2 separate regions of the Mus musculus genome follow, and region 1 is linked to region 2. A link is a contact called in public promoter capture Hi-C data. All regions are on one chromosome and are shown on one strand. The core of a region is the stretch at or near the end of the contact, and the rest is flanking DNA. Distances in the headings are between cores, read along the strand shown. Region 1 overlaps Palld (palladin, cytoskeletal associated protein). Region 2 overlaps Palld (palladin, cytoskeletal associated protein).

What was found. Promoter capture Hi-C pulls out the DNA fragments that hold promoters and counts their contacts.
Region 1: a contact with region 2 is called in a promoter capture Hi-C map of cranial neural crest. The contact joins two enhancer-like sites. A contact is called at or near these places in 8 of 39 promoter capture datasets (the C10 cell line, the HPC-7 cell line, cranial neural crest and 5 more), 1 of 15 datasets of contacts at CTCF or cohesin (the NIH/3T3 cell line) and 3 of 115 datasets of contacts at active chromatin or transcription factors (embryonic hindbrain, extraembryonic endoderm stem cells and stem cell-derived neural progenitor cells).

What each region holds. Positions count from the first base shown.
Region 1 is chr8:61,847,293-61,850,252 of GRCm38.p6, forward strand. All of the region lies in intron 2 of Palld (palladin, cytoskeletal associated protein), which reads right to left. Among named protein-coding and RNA genes, the nearest start is that of Palld, 54 kb to the right of the region's middle. Within about 2 kb of position 1,494, at least 16 of the 459 cell types and tissues checked have an H3K27ac peak or open chromatin away from gene starts, as enhancers often do.
Region 2 is chr8:61,550,764-61,553,523 of GRCm38.p6, forward strand. The region is part of intron 10 of Palld (palladin, cytoskeletal associated protein); the gene reads right to left. Among named protein-coding and RNA genes, the nearest start is that of Cbr4, 64 kb to the left of the region's middle. Within about 2 kb of position 1,423, at least 10 of the 459 cell types and tissues checked have an H3K27ac peak or open chromatin away from gene starts, as enhancers often do.

The DNA of each region.
Region 1 (2,960 bases), core at 244-2,743, 300 kb after region 2:
TGCATAGACCTTGAAGAGAGTGTCTGTGTTATTGACCACTGTTTTCTTTCAAGTCTAAGTTTCACTGGAAGGAACTGCACTCATTAGCAGGGAGACAGTCTTTGACAGGAGGAATTCTGAGACCAACTACTCCTCCCACAAGCAGTCAACAGCTTGGAATAATTCTGCCTTTCTATGAGTTAGAAAGTTGGGGGATAGAGAGAAGAGAGGGGGGAGGGAGAGGGAGAGAGGCAGGCAGGGGTATGAAGGGAGGGGAGAAATGAGCAGTAACACCCGATAAAAGCTTCACCACTTGCCTGCTAATCTGATAACACCATGATGCAAAATAGGCCTTTATCACCCCAGCATTGCCATGGCTTGCTTATGAAATTCTCAAACATTTGCTGAAGGCTTTGTCTCCAGCTGTTGGATCCCATCACTGACTGAATCATTAGTACTCTGTCCTAATGTGCGGATTAACCCCTTGATAGATTCCAAATCCTATGGTGTCATTACGAAGTACAGCTGAATTGGAGAATGTTCCAGAAGGGTTTATCATGTACCTCCGGCTTCTTGCCTGTCTCTGCGTTCTATCCACTAGGCAGTGAGCATCTCTGTTTGTCTCAGTCTTCTCTGCCTTGCCACCCGGCCTCACCACAGGCTTGAAACAAGGGAGCTAGTGGGGCATGAACAGAAACCACTGACAATGTCGGCCTGGGCTCCTTTTAAAAACGGTTTCTCAGAATGTTGGTCACAGTGTTGAAAAACACAACCAGCAAGCGAGTTTTTCTTCCTATCCGTTCAAAGCTCTGCTGGTTCAGGGAAGGCCTCTGATGGACTTTGGTTCAGTGAGAGAATGTTTAATAACCTGAAGGCTTTCTCGGGCAGAATGGAGTTCACTTCCCATCACCCGGTGTTAGCGGGTGACTTCTTAATGGGTAAAATAAGAAGCTGGAAAGAGAAAGAAGTAAGAAAGGGTGAGATGGCTCAGTGGGTAAGAGCACCCGACTGCTCTTCCGAAGGTCAGGAGTTCAAATCCCAGCAACCACATGGTGGCTCACAACCATCCGTAACAAGATCTGACTCCCTCTTCTGGAGTGTCTGAAGACAGCTACAGTGTACTTACATATAATAAATAAATAAATCTTTAAAAAAAAAAAAAAAAAAAAAGAATACTGAGTTTAATACCTCATCTTAAACTTAAACATAGATGCCCTCATTTTAAAAAAAAAAAAAAGAAAGAAGTAAGAAAGACAAACAAACAAAACAACACACACTCAAACATACCTTCTGCCTAAAAAAAAAAAAAAAAAGAAGTCAAAACATGAAGCCATCGATCCTAATTTCAAGTTGTTCTCATCTTACCAGCCAGAACTCTCGCTAACTGAAATAGAATTGTCACCCGCTGGACACAGCCTTTCCCTCTGAAAGAAAGCCAGTATCAGGATGAAGACATAATTAGGGCAGTCCCCAGGGACCTGAGGAGTAAGTATCCATTGGACAGTCTTATGTTTCAGAAGCAGAAGGAAGAAAATGACCGCAGCAGCAGCAGCAGACACAGATCAAACTTAATCACCCCTCACACAAAGGGAAAGCCTTCCTGATCCTTTAAGCTCGATTGCAGTTTATCTCTGCCTGGGAATGTGAAAAGCTGAGAAGGAATCCGATGGCAGCAGGCTGGGGTCAGGGACCATACAAGGCCTTCATGGAAACAGACTAAAGCACCAGCCAGGGGGAACAGACTAAAACATTTTGCCAGGGCAAAGCTGTGGACTGGTCCTGTCCCCACCGAAGACCAGCAATGACATGTTGGTATAACAGGTAACAATTAGTGACTTTAAAGGATTTTTTTTTCTTTTTTCAGTTTTATTTGAGGAGTGAGGAAGGGAGGGAAGCATGGAAAAAAGGAAGGTGGGAGGAAGGGAGGAGGGAGAGAGACTGGGGAGAATGTGTGCTTGTGTGCATGAAGAGACCAGAAGAAGATGCCTGATTCTCTGAAGCTGTGAGACAGCAGCCAGGGGCCTGGGAACCAAACGCTGGTCCTGTGCAAAAGCAGCGAGTGCCCCACACCGAGCCATCATCTCCCCAGCCCCTGGATCTAAGGATCCTGAACTATAACGTGACTAGTTCCCTTCAGGTGAAGTGGGCCCAATCTGCCTGTAGGCTGCTGTGCTGGAAGAATCAACAGAATCGATGGAGGTCATTTTGATTTTGAGGCTGGTTGTTTTAGGGGAAATTAGCTACAATTAATTAATTAGATGAAATTTATTAGATGAAAAGTGAGCCTTACGGGAGAGCGTGGGTTTAGTTGTGTGTGCTGCCTGGACAATGATCTACACAGCCCCTCTCCAAGGAAAACAGGAAAGGAAACGAAACCTGATTTCACCTGCAACACAGAAAGACTTGATTTATTGGGCCTCAGACTGCACCGTTTCCCACCCTAACACATTGGGAGTGTTATTTCTATTTCCTGGGTCCATTTTCCTCCATTGCTGTGAGGATTACGGAAAATAGTGCATGATGCTAAAAAAATTCCGCACATAGCATGTACTCAGGTGGATTTATTTTTAAATGTCAAATTACGAATCTATACTTAACTTTATTATATGTTATAAATTTACCCAAATCTGTGAAAGGCCGTTTTCTGCAGGTCAACAGATCCATTTTTTCTCAGGGGAGGGCTGGGGACAGGTTAAAATTCAGGTTGATGTGAGCATGAGGTTATGGGCTTGGAAGATGGCTTCCAAGACAGGGAAGGAAGTTCACTGTGGAGAAGATTTCCCCCCAAAGACCTGGGTTTATTGTAATGTATTCCCAGTGTAATTTGAAATTCAATTAAAAACCCCTAAGATTTATTATGTGTCCAAGCTTGTGTGGCTGCTGGCCTTCTGGAAACTGAAAAGGGGATGCTATGGAATGGGCGCAGGACATTTGAACAAAGAAGAATGTAGGGTTAAAGTCAATTCCATAACTTTATTTAA
Region 2 (2,760 bases), core at 173-2,672:
CCAAGCCATTTGTAGACAATTTTGGGGGAGGAAAATTTTCATCAGAACAAGAAAGCTAAAATTAAAAACAAAAGCACTTTAAGTTATTTTTATAGATCTCAGTTAATCTGCTTTTCCTCCTTCACTGCTGTCAATACTCCTAATACGACAAGCTGAGTTTTCTCCCTTAAAACTGTATGCAAAGGAGTGTTGTCTTTATGATGGAGGGAAAGCTGAGGCAGGAGGATCAAAGAAGATATGAGGGCATCCTCTGCTACAGAGCAAGAACCTGTCTCAAAAAGCAAAACACACTGGGCGTGGTACATACTCATACCTGTAATGCCAGGAAAAGATCAAATATTCAAAGTTACCTTTAGCTATGGTGAGATTTATTTTCATGGATGTATAGGTGGTTTTGCCTGCACCTATACCTGTGTACCTTCTGTGTGCTAAGCTGTCTCTCCAGTTGTATTTTTTTTAATACAACTCACCAAGCGGTTAGAACTCCATTCTTTCACTTAAAAGTTTTCTTGTTTAGATTAATTGTGCATCTACTTTGTTTTGTTTAGTCAGGTCAGCAAAGCAGCCAATGGCTGGCCAAAGGAACTTCAGAAGAAGCTGGCTCTGAACAAGCAGATCAAGGGGGTACAGTTCCACAAGAAGGCACTTTTGCACTCAGTTTTAAACATTGAAAAAAAATGGGGCGAGGTAGGAGTAGGTGGCTCACGGATAAATACTGTGCTGTGACAACTATGAGCATTAGCATTCAGACCCCCAGAACCCATGCTGAAATTGGGCACACCTATAATCACAGCACGAAAAAGGCAGGGCCAGGGGGTGCACAAGGCAAGAAAGAAGACTAGGCAGGGGAAATGAGCCCGGAGCTCAGCTAAATGCCTTGCCCCAACATTTAAGGTGGAGAGCAAGAAGAGACCAGACATCGACCCCTAGTCTACACATACACACATACATTCCACATACATACACACATTGGATCTTGCGCGCGTGCGCACGCATGCACACACACACACACACACACACACACACACACGCAAGAAAATGCCAAAGGGCTTTTGTTTGTTTGTTTGTTTTCATCCTCAGGCATTTAATTTTCAAAGACGAAGATTCGATAAACTCAAAGCAAGAACAAGAATAAAACAGACGAAGAAGCTGAAGGTTTGTCATCAGGTGCCATTAGCTGTAGAGACATCACACATTCTGATGTCCTCCCGAGCCTTTGATAATTAGCCACACTTTCATCCACTAAAGGCAAAGTATTTTCTCAATAACTGAAAGCAACAGAGAGAGGAGGGCTCTCGATTCCTAATCTGTGCAAGGCATCAAAGATTTTTAGTAACAAAGGGCTTTGTGGGATCCTACTGAACTTAATTTGAGTCTTTTAAAAAGCAGCCCAATGAGCCTCGCCACTCCCATGGAATTCCAGATGTCTGTGTGGTTTGGTAGGCTGTCTTGCACATGTGCTCCCACTTCATGTGTTTAGGACGGGACTAGGAATAGACCTTGTAAAAGCCACCCACCAGCTTCAGAAAGCCACTACCCAGAACTCTTTTGCCCATTTCCTCAAAGCCTGTTCCACATCCTCACCTTCTATAGCTCCTCGGGCTTCCAAGCTGTGGGATACTCTCCCACACTCTCTGGCTGACATTGCACCTGGTGACTTTCATTAAAGGCACTGTTCCCCGACTCTGTCGGCCCCGGCAAGAGAGTCACAGATGTGTCTGAAGATAATTTAAGTGTGGCCTGCATCAGCAAAAAAGCTGGGTGGCGCTGGGCTGTCCTGGAGGCCACAGGCCTTCTGTCAAGGACAAGGGAATGACTTCCTAGAACCACCTCCACTGCTTCTGACTCTCTTCATAGAACCGATCTTGCTCAAGAAAGGACTGGGTAATTTCTTTCTGTTTTCTGACTGTGAACACAAAGTGACCAGCTGCCCCCCACCCCTGTCATTAATTTTCTGTCACAATAGGCAATTTGGAAAAAAAAAAGATATTTTTAAAGAGGAAGAATTACAACAATTGCTAACTCAAAACGGCCTGGGAGCTGCCAAGGCACTCTTTATGGAAGTTGATTTTCACAGATACAAGTAGGCAAAGAGAAGCAGAGATACCAGAAAGCTAAATCTGCCCTCTACAAATTACTCATAAGCTATTTGTCATTCAGAAAGAAAGAAGAAAAAAGGCTCATCTGGTTTCCCCACTCCTTTATCCTGTTGGCTTTCCTCTGCAGAAGAAGCGACAACAAACCTTTTTGGAAATCCTGCTTAAGCACGGAAACCAGGCTATAAGCTTCTAAAAAGCCTTAGTCACCAGCAGGACTCCAATGCCATAGTGCTCAAATCTTTGGTTATACACAAATGAGCCAACAGATTCTCCCAGCTTCTTTTTTCTCCTCTCCTCACCACACCCCCAATTCAAAAACTCTAAGAACTTCCCCACTGTAAACACACCCTAAGGTTCTCAGAGGTTCAACACTTCAGGAAATAAAACCACCCAGAGTTTCTGTTAAACACTGTCATGGTCCATTTACAAATGGGAGAAGTTGGACAAGCTGCGCCAGGTTAGAGTGGGTTCAGAATCTGTGTCTGCGCTTTAATTCATTCACGACACCTGGCGTGCCGGCACAGAAGAACCTTGACCTTCAATGTAGTTAAAAGTATATATGTCTGGGGTCACGTTTCCCTCCCAATGCCTTTCTTCTCACTTTATGCCATTAGAATCATTGAGTTTTGATAGTCAATGTGGATTTGATGTGAGAGGCTGG